Regions from separate parts of the Anser cygnoides genome. Here region 2 is linked to region 1. A link is a contact called in public Hi-C data. All regions are on one chromosome and are shown on one strand. Each heading gives the region's core, a stretch centred on a gene start, on an enhancer-like site or on the middle of the called end of the contact. The rest is flanking DNA. Distances are from core to core; before and after follow the strand shown. Region 1 holds the start of PPP1R9A (protein phosphatase 1 regulatory subunit 9A). Region 2 holds the start of LOC106037501 (serum paraoxonase/arylesterase 2).

Evidence for each region. Hi-C and Micro-C count contacts between places; a contact is called where the count stands out from the background.
Region 2: a Hi-C map of granulosa cells shows a contact between it and region 1, with 2.0 times the contacts expected there. The contact joins the promoter of LOC106037501 here to the promoter of PPP1R9A in region 1. A contact is called at or near these places in 2 of 7 Hi-C or Micro-C datasets (granulosa cells and liver).

Annotation. Positions count from the first base shown.
Region 1 is chr2:26,427,228-26,431,528 of Taihu_goose_T2T_genome, reverse strand. It overlaps PPP1R9A (protein phosphatase 1 regulatory subunit 9A), which reads right to left and starts at 2,335. Exons shown (of 20, transcript XM_066991741.1): 1 at 2,031-2,335; 2 at 1-913. The coding sequence starts at 689.
Region 2 is chr2:26,594,855-26,599,155 of Taihu_goose_T2T_genome, reverse strand. LOC106037501 (serum paraoxonase/arylesterase 2) reads left to right here and starts at 1,844. Exons shown (of 10, transcript XM_048075459.2): 1 at 1,844-2,000. The coding sequence starts at 1,927.

The sequences.
Region 1 (4,301 bases), core at 1,086-3,585:
GAGTACTCTTCGTTGTTCTCTGCCTTTTCTAAAACGATTACGTTGTGTGCGTCAGCGTTCTCAAAAACAGCGCTGAGCTGACTCACAGTTGGGGAGACGGTCTCTGTCCTGGGGCTCAGGCTGTCCAGGGAATCGGTGCTGCCCCTGTGAGACTTAGAGCTGCACCACTCATCCGCAAGCTCGTTGGACGCCGCTTTCTCTTTCTTTGGGGAATAGCGATTGGAGTGGCCCATTTCGTGAGCGTTTCGCTCAAACATCTTCCGAGTTTCGGTAAACTTGGAATAAGAAGGACCATCATGGATAGTATCAAACCTACTAATCCTTTCCGAAACAGAAGATTCCAATTTTACAATTGAACCGTCTGTTTTTTCTACAAATTCTTTGGGCCTGATTCGTCTCTGAGGCGACGGAGGGCCACCCTTCCCCCTGGTTTTGGGGGCAACTCCAGCACTCTCAGTGGGCTCCATGCCCATCTGCATAAACAAGTTCTTAATCCTATTGACATTTGAGCCATATTTCCTTCCCCTGCTCTGAGAGGCCTCTCCTTCCTCTTTCGTTTTTTGGTCTCCATCTGATTTCGGTTTGTCAAAGGTGCTTTTCAGTGCCTGGAACTCAGTCCTGTAAGCATTCCTGTGAGGAGAGGCACTCCGGAGGGTTGATCTCTCTCCTGAAGACTCCGTTTTCATCATGTTTACTTCAGGGCTGCAAAACCAGCTTACATAGTTTCTGCGGTGCCGCTCTCAGTCATCTGCTACAACCGAGATCCTGCTTGGGAAGGGTTTTTCTTAGGAAGCAGTGCCCTGCAGCGGGGCCATCCTCGAGAGAAGCTCTGGAGGCAGGTATCTAAGCACACGCAGCCAGTTGCGACAGGGCAGCACGAGCGAGGACTTTGGAGAGCACCAGCAGATTCAACCTGCAATAGAAAGCAGGGTTCTCTGAATTGTCACGTACTTGCACTTCCCTAAATCTAAGCCGTGATTTCCCTTTGCAGTTATTCGACAGATTTACAAAAGAAGTGGAAAAAACACAAATCTCACACTACACCAACACGTGGAGACTCGTCAGCCCAAACTTCTGCACGCTGATTGCTGAGAAATTTGCAGGCTGGGGCATCGCTCGGCAGCGGAGGGCTCACAAAGAAGTACGGAGCCACGGGCACACAAGCTAAGGCAATATGGAAACGCTACTTCCGTTACCGAATTCTTCCAAAAAATTAAAAATCCCAAACGCCTGAGTTACTTACGAATAACCATGGCAATACGTGCCATCAACCGATACGAAGTAATTCGCGCAAACGCGACGGCTCTGCTTCCCCGGGGCGCCGCGAGCCGGCCCCAGCTCTCTCAGGGAAATGGTAGAAATGCCATCGAAGGCGAGGCGCTCCGAGAGGCTGCTCCCCAAAAAACGGCCCGGGGAGCTGCACCCGAACTTCGCATCCCCGCCCGCAGCGCCCGCAGACGGACGGAGGTCCGGCCGCACGGAGCTGCCCCTCGACGGGCCCGAGGAGGAGCCGCAGGAAGGGGGCTGGGGTCGGGGCCGCTCCCGCTGCCGGGGGGCTCGCAGGGGCCGCTCCCCGGAGCCTCCCGGAGCCCCCCCCCCCGGTGCCTGCCGGGCTCCGTCTCCTCGCCGTCCATTTCCCCGCCGCCCACCCCCGCGCCGATGGCTGCGGGAAGCCAACTTCAGCCGAGGGCACGGCACCGGAGCCCCCCCGACACCCACACCCCCTCCCCTCCCGCGGCGGCAGCACCTTGCGGCGGGGGCCCCGGGGAACAAAAGCCCGGTGCCAGGGGCTCCCCCGCCGCCTTACCCGGCCGCTGCCCCCGCTCCTCCTCCTCCGGCGGCTCTGCGGAGAACGGCGGCTGACAGCAGCCGGCAACGGCCGCGGCGCCTCAACGCCATTGCAGGCGGCCGGGGCACCGCCGCGAAGCGGGGGAGGAGAAGCCGCCGCGCCCCGCCGCAGCCGCCCGCCCGCCCCCCTCCGCCTGGCACGGCTCGGCTCGGCTCGGCACGGCCGCTGACAGGTGCCTCACCTCCCGGGCCAGCCGCAGTGGTTCGCTCCGCCGGGCGGGGAGAGGCGGGCAGGCGGCCGGCAGCCCTCCCGCTGCGGGCCGGCCCCGGGCGGGTACCGCCGAGCGGCGGGGCCGGGCACGGCCGCCCTCGCCTCCCCCCCCCCACCCCCCTCAGCCGCCGCCGGCGAGGCTCGGAGCCTCGGTGTGCAGGCCGAGGGGTCCCTGCGCGGCGGGGAGGGGAAGCCTGCGAGGCGGGAGGTGCGGCTCGAGAGCCAGCCGCCTTCCCTCGCCGGCTGCGCGAAACGAGCCACTGAACCCTGCCGACACGGAGGAGAAATGCGCCCGCTGCAAAGCCGGGCGCGGCGCTGAGCAGCCCCGCCGCCGCCGCTGGATCCGTCCGGGGGTTGCTGGAGGGGACGGGGGGGAGACAGGAGGGACGGGGGGGGACAAGGGGGACAGGGGGGGACCGGGCATCTCACAGCTCGCCGCTCTGGGCTGGCGGCACCACAGCCTGCTGGCCCCGCGCCGCCGCCACGGAACCTGTAGGCAACGGGTAAAATTGGCAGCCCGAGCAGGGAACGGCCGGTAATCGCATAGCGACTCCCAAGCAAAGTTCATTAAACTAATTGCGGGAAAACGGCCTGGAAAACTAGTTGCATAAACGTCCAGAAAAAAAAAAAAATGGCCTGGAGATGTGCGTTGCAAATCGTGAAAAATAATTATTAGGCATACAGAATGAAGGTGCCAGTGGCTGAAAATGAAGACATCAGGTATATAGCCTTGCAGACTTAATTCATTAGTTTAATGAGACTGAACATGGCGGCTATACCCTTAAGTGTTCACAGGTGTCGATCTCTGGTTAATCTTGTTTGCACCAAGGGTGCGCAGCTCAAAATGTTGGCCTCGATATCCAGCACGTTTAAATTGACAGGAAAGCAACAAATCTTTTAATCGTGGGGTGTTGCATGGCTTCCACTTGGGATGCGAGGAGAGGGGCACGGCCAGAGGCCAGGGGGTGTCCGCTGCCCTGGGGGCCGCTGAGCATGGCCACGCCACGGCAGGGAGGAGAGGAGGCCTGGAGAGGGAGGCAGTCCCTGAGGGTAGCAGCCTGTGAGCTCCACATGCCGTTACAGAAAGCCGACCGCCTGAGATCCCATCCCAAGGCAGAAGGATGAGGGAACGCTGGTTTCACAGCTTCTTGTGGTGAGGAGGCCGGTGGGAGGTTGCCCGCACCAGGACGAAAACTATTTCAGCTAACCAGGACACTCCCTGTTAAATGCCAAACCATCAGCGAGTACCGCAGATCGGAGGATCTCGGCAGGGCCCTTCTGTTGGTATGATTTTGTAGTGGAAAGCCTGTAAGAACACTAAGAGAGCCGCTTGACTGTTGAAGAGACGAACAGAGAACTTCAAGTCTCCTTGAAGAGGAATAGGGACACAGCAGAAATTTGAACATTTTGTTTCCTTTCTGATTTTATATTAAATATGCAGAGTGCTTGAAGATCTTAGCATGTACTAGATGTGTATCTGAAGAGTTTTATAATTCACATTCACAAGCAAAAAAAAGTGACACAAGCAAACACTAAATGAGATGAAATAATTGAAGCAATCTTAAAGAGACTAATTAGCACCTAATTATGTAAAGATATCCATGACCGTATCCAGAGCCAAAAATATTGTTTAAACGATTTTTATAATAGAAATTTTGCAAACAAAATGGACACTTCTCCCCTCCTAATAAATATATTTAACAATGTACCCAAGAAAACATTCATATTATTTCATGGCAAAATAGTGTAAACTCTCTCTAGGTTATGTTCTGGTGGAGAGCAGGGAAACTTGCTGATGCTCACAGCAGGAGCACACAATAGATCCCAAGCTTTCCATGATGAGAGAGATGATATATTACATTTCGATTCTTCTTATATGTGTTGTAAGTAGACAGCGTAGCAGTTCAAGCAGACACTACCCAGCTTTCACACAGAATCTAATGCAAAATTATTTTAAGTAATTTCATGTTCCACCAATGCCACCTCATGATCACAACAACCAAGACTTGTAGAAACTACTGGCAATTTTGGCTGCTCAGTCAGAGGCAGTTTGGACCTTATTTAGGGGCTCCGACTCTGGCCACGGACATCTAAGCTATTCACACACACGAATCACTTACAAAATGTTTTTCAATCCCATCTTTTATTTACGTAGTGTCTATGTTAAAGAGCATTAACGTAGTCTCAAGGATAATAAACTGTATTTTGTTTTGATTAGAACATCACTTTTCAAGAGAGACTC
Region 2 (4,301 bases), core at 595-3,094, 170 kb before region 1:
ATTTCCTTTACCTTTAGCCATGTGACTGTTACCTTTTGTTTACTTAGTGAGCTGTCTACCGTCCTACTGCTGTGAGCAGAGATAGAGAGGAAGACTAGGCATCTATGGAGTGCTACTCACCTGGTTCTCCACATGAAATGAATCCCCCCCAACATATTTACAGGGGGCCTCTCTGCTTTCCTTGTCTCTAGAAGAGTCTAAGTGATTAAATCAGAAGAAGACATCCCATCTCCCTGCTCTGCTCACTCCCTCCGCTCCCCAGCTTGTTACATTTTCCCCTGACATGAACTCTACAGCTGATTATGTGCACACAACTCATTTCAGCTTTTAGCCATCATTCTACACAGCGGGGGATCACTCCCAGGTCTCTCCTGCATTCCCCAAAGGCAAAGAGCTCGAGAAATCGTAACAGACCGAAGAGCGGCGGGGGGTGAGCAGCAGGGGTTTTGTAGCATTGCCGCAGCTGCTCGGCCAGCCAAGGGGTGCTGGGGAGGGGGATGCTTGGAGGCTGGCAGTGCTGAGGGGCAGATCACGGGCTGGCGGGGGTTATGCTGAGGAGGTAAGCTGGCGGTAAGCTGCCGAGACAGCCAGGCTCTTCTTTCAGTCAAGAGGGACTTGATGGGGAGAGACTTCAAGAGAGATTCAGTCCACCTACTGTCAGGCATCTAGAGAGCAGAGTTTTTGTGCTTGGATTAGTGACTGAAGGCTCCTCGTCTAATGAACGCAGAGAAATGGCCACTTTTTAGGGAAGACGTCGCAATCTGTTTTATACTCCTTTCATATGAATTGCTACCTCCATGTAACTGTTTTCCTGCCCTGACTATACAGACTACCTAGGTGGTGTGATATTAGCAAGAATGTGATAAAAGCACTACTCACTTCAAGAGGAGACAGGGAACTACTTGAAAGCCATCTAGTGAGAGTTACTAAACAGGTAAAGCTCATCAAACTGAGCTGAAAATAATTAGAAGCTGGGAAAGAGACTTGGGGGATTAATCCAACTTGCCTCTCATTTTCTTATGTTTCCATAAGCCCCTGGCTACAGCTGCTGCTGGCTGTCAAGCCAGACAAACCCTTGGTCTGACACAGTAGGGCTACACTTGGCACCTTATGACCAACTCTGATGTCTACTCTTCATCTCCCCTGTTGATATCCACATTTTTTCAGATGAATGGCACCCACTTGGGGCCAAAAGTGGGACACAGGCAGTAAGTAATATGTGCTCTTTCAAATTTAGCTGTGGTGTAAATAAATAAATGAAAAATAAGATGCCAACAAAGTGGTGCTGCAGCAGGCTAAAATACAGAGGCATTCTTCTGTAAGCCTTTTTACTCTATTGAACAATATGTTCCAAATTAGTCACAATATGTTTTGTGATCTTACATTTTTATATTTTTGAACATATATGTTTATATTTCCAAAAGTTACACGTGACCATGGAGAAGGCAAAGGGTAAAGGAAAAGGGAAAGAGCTGCTGAGGGAGGGCAGCGGCCCTGCAAGGTGCGCACCCCCAAAACGCTGCAAGAGCAGCCTGTTGCGTGGGGATCCCAGAGGAGAGCAAGGGGAGAAAGCTGCTGGTGGGAGTGGGGCGAGCATCACCCTTTGGGGGAAACTGGGACGTGGGGTCGCTTTTGGGGGGGAAACTGTGACATGGGATCACCCTTTTTGGGGTGGGGTCAAACTGGGACGTGGGGTCACTTTAGGGGGGAAGACGGGACGTGGGTGCTCACGGACCCCCGTGAGGCCCGAGGGCAGAGGCACGCCACCAGCACCACCCCGGCGCCCGGGGCAGCGCCGTGCTCCGAGGGGCGGCCCGGGGCGGAGCGGGGCGGCCAGGCCCGGCCCGGCCCGGCCCGGGGCGGAGCGGGGCGGGGCGGGAGCCGGCCGGGGCTCGGGGCTCGGGGCTCGCGGCTCGGGGAGCGGCCATGGGGAAGCTGCTGGCGGTGGCTCTCGTCGGGATGGCGGCAGCCCTGGCGGCGGAGCGGCTGCTGGCCTTTCGGTGAGGGCCCGGCGGGGGGGCGGGGGGCGGCCCGGGGAGCTGCGGGCCGCCGGGCACGGCCCCTCAGCGGGGGCACGGCTGCCGCGGCCGCCGGTGGCACCGGGAGCGGGGCTGAGGGGAGCTCTTGGGTTATTCTCCTCTCGTTGACACAGCCCCTGTGTGGGTGAGCTCTCCTCTGACCTCTGCGGACCTCTGTGGTCCTCAGGTTGGAGTTGGATGATCTTGGAGGTCCCTTCCAACCCATTGTATCTATGCTGCTATGCCCTCCGGCTCTCTGAGCCATAAGCCTGCGGTAATTGCAGCTAATTGCAGAAGGAGGTGTGCACTGCCTGCAGCCAGACCCCCCAAAACACAGGACCCCCCCCCCCCAGGCACAGGTGTGAGTGCACCTTGCGCTGAGTCCGCGACTGCTGGCGACATGCAGTGACCGTGGGGATGCCCCTCTCCCAGTCCCAAGAACAAATGCCGTATCGGGAATCTGGTAAAGCCAGGTATCCTGTTAAAAGCAGGGTCCCCCAGCGTCTGTGGCGCTCTGTGGGTTTTCCTGCAAGTGGTGTTTTCAGCAGGCTGCGGCAGAGCAGCAGCCGTCGGGCGGGCAGGGAGCTGGGCAGCGTGCGGCTTCTGATAGCGGCCGGCGTGCCCTGCAATCGTGGAGGCACAGCCTCAAGAGGAGAGCTGTTAGTCCCAAATTCTCCTGGCCTCCCTGCTACCCACCCCCACCCAGAAGGCAGGAGTCCAGCAAAGCCCTTTTGCTCTTCGTGAGAGTTGGGTATATTGTGTCTGCATAGTAGGACACAAAAATCCCTGAAATGCTCAAAAGATAAGGCTTGAAGAACTGTTACAAGTCCTACAGACCTAATTCTTCTTAAATCGGGGTTGTTTATGCATCTGTTATGTTGCTGATAGCTGCGAAATGGTCTTGAGTAAGACTCGCTCAGTGGAAAAGAAATTCTTGTGTGTTACTGACTGAAGTGACACAGATTCTCCTATTGACAATTTGGAGTTGCTAATTCTTCCCTGAAGAAAGCCCTTATCAAATCTATGAAATCCGAGTGTGAATTATACTGTATTACTGGTTTCCTCAGAAGAATATACATGTATGACATTGTTCATATATACATGAACACAGTGTTCCTATGTGTATGTATATACGGGCATATATGGATTGTATATATATGAACGATATCTATATGACCAGTATCTGTTGTTCATATATGTACACAACGTTATCATTTCATAACGCTCTGTACTGATACAGCCCTCAGCTTGCGTACTGCTCGAAACAGCAGCGTGCTTCCAGAAAGATGCTGGCGGTTCGAAGAGAACTGGGAGCAAAACCAACAGTTGGAGGTGATTTTCAGTCCTGTCAGGAAAAGGAAAGTTCTGGGACTGCTGAGTCTAGAGCAGAGAAGTGAAAGAGAGAGAGGTCTTTGAATATGTGAGAGGGCGCTGCTCAAGGAGGGGGAATGCCTGCTGTGTGCGTCTCACAAAGCGGGACAGGAGGCGGAGGACTGAAACTGGAACAATGAAGCGGGTGGGGAGAGGTGCCAAGCACTGGGGTGGCACCAGCTGGCAGAGCTCCTGCTTTTCTTGAAGCTGCATCCCCCCCAGTCTGCACGTCCGATGTGTTTTTGGAAGGCCAGCTAGCTATCTAGGCCATCTGGCTCAGTAGCCAAGGCTGCCGGAGCTAGATAAACTGACGCAGTTTGAAAAAGCCTCTGTATGTGCTGTAGGCTTGTGACCAGTGTCCTTTTGAATTACTCTCATTCCAGTTCACAAAGTGTTTCCCTGGGAATGCCGTCGGGATATCATCATCTCTGCCGGGCTGCTGGCTGGGTTCCTGCTGTGCTTTTGGCGCTGCGGGGCTCGCAGACCGCTTGGGGAAAACTCTTGCAAATGGAAAGGGAGAAGTCCCAGGCAAGCAGCAGTGCAGACGCTAGGCGTGATTGGCCCAAGCCAGGGCACGGCTCTGCAGGGGACACCGGGGGCAAGCGTGGCTAGATTTTGCTGTGGGATCTTTGCATTCAGAGTGTCCTGTGCTTGGAGCAAGTACGTCCTCAACAGGACTGCACAGTACGCGTGCAAAGAAGGATGCATTATTAGATGTTAGTCTAAAAGCTTTTTAAGATGAAGGGACAGGGAAATAAATCCTAAAAGGCCTACTCCCAAGTCCCACTTGTTAGGACATGAGCAGTCCTGCCTTGTAACAACAGTGTTGCTGCTTTTGGATGTAGAATAAGAAATGGAGCGAGTAGCTGCTGGTGGCCTGGCCACCAGACGTAGCCGGAGGTTGGGGTAGAA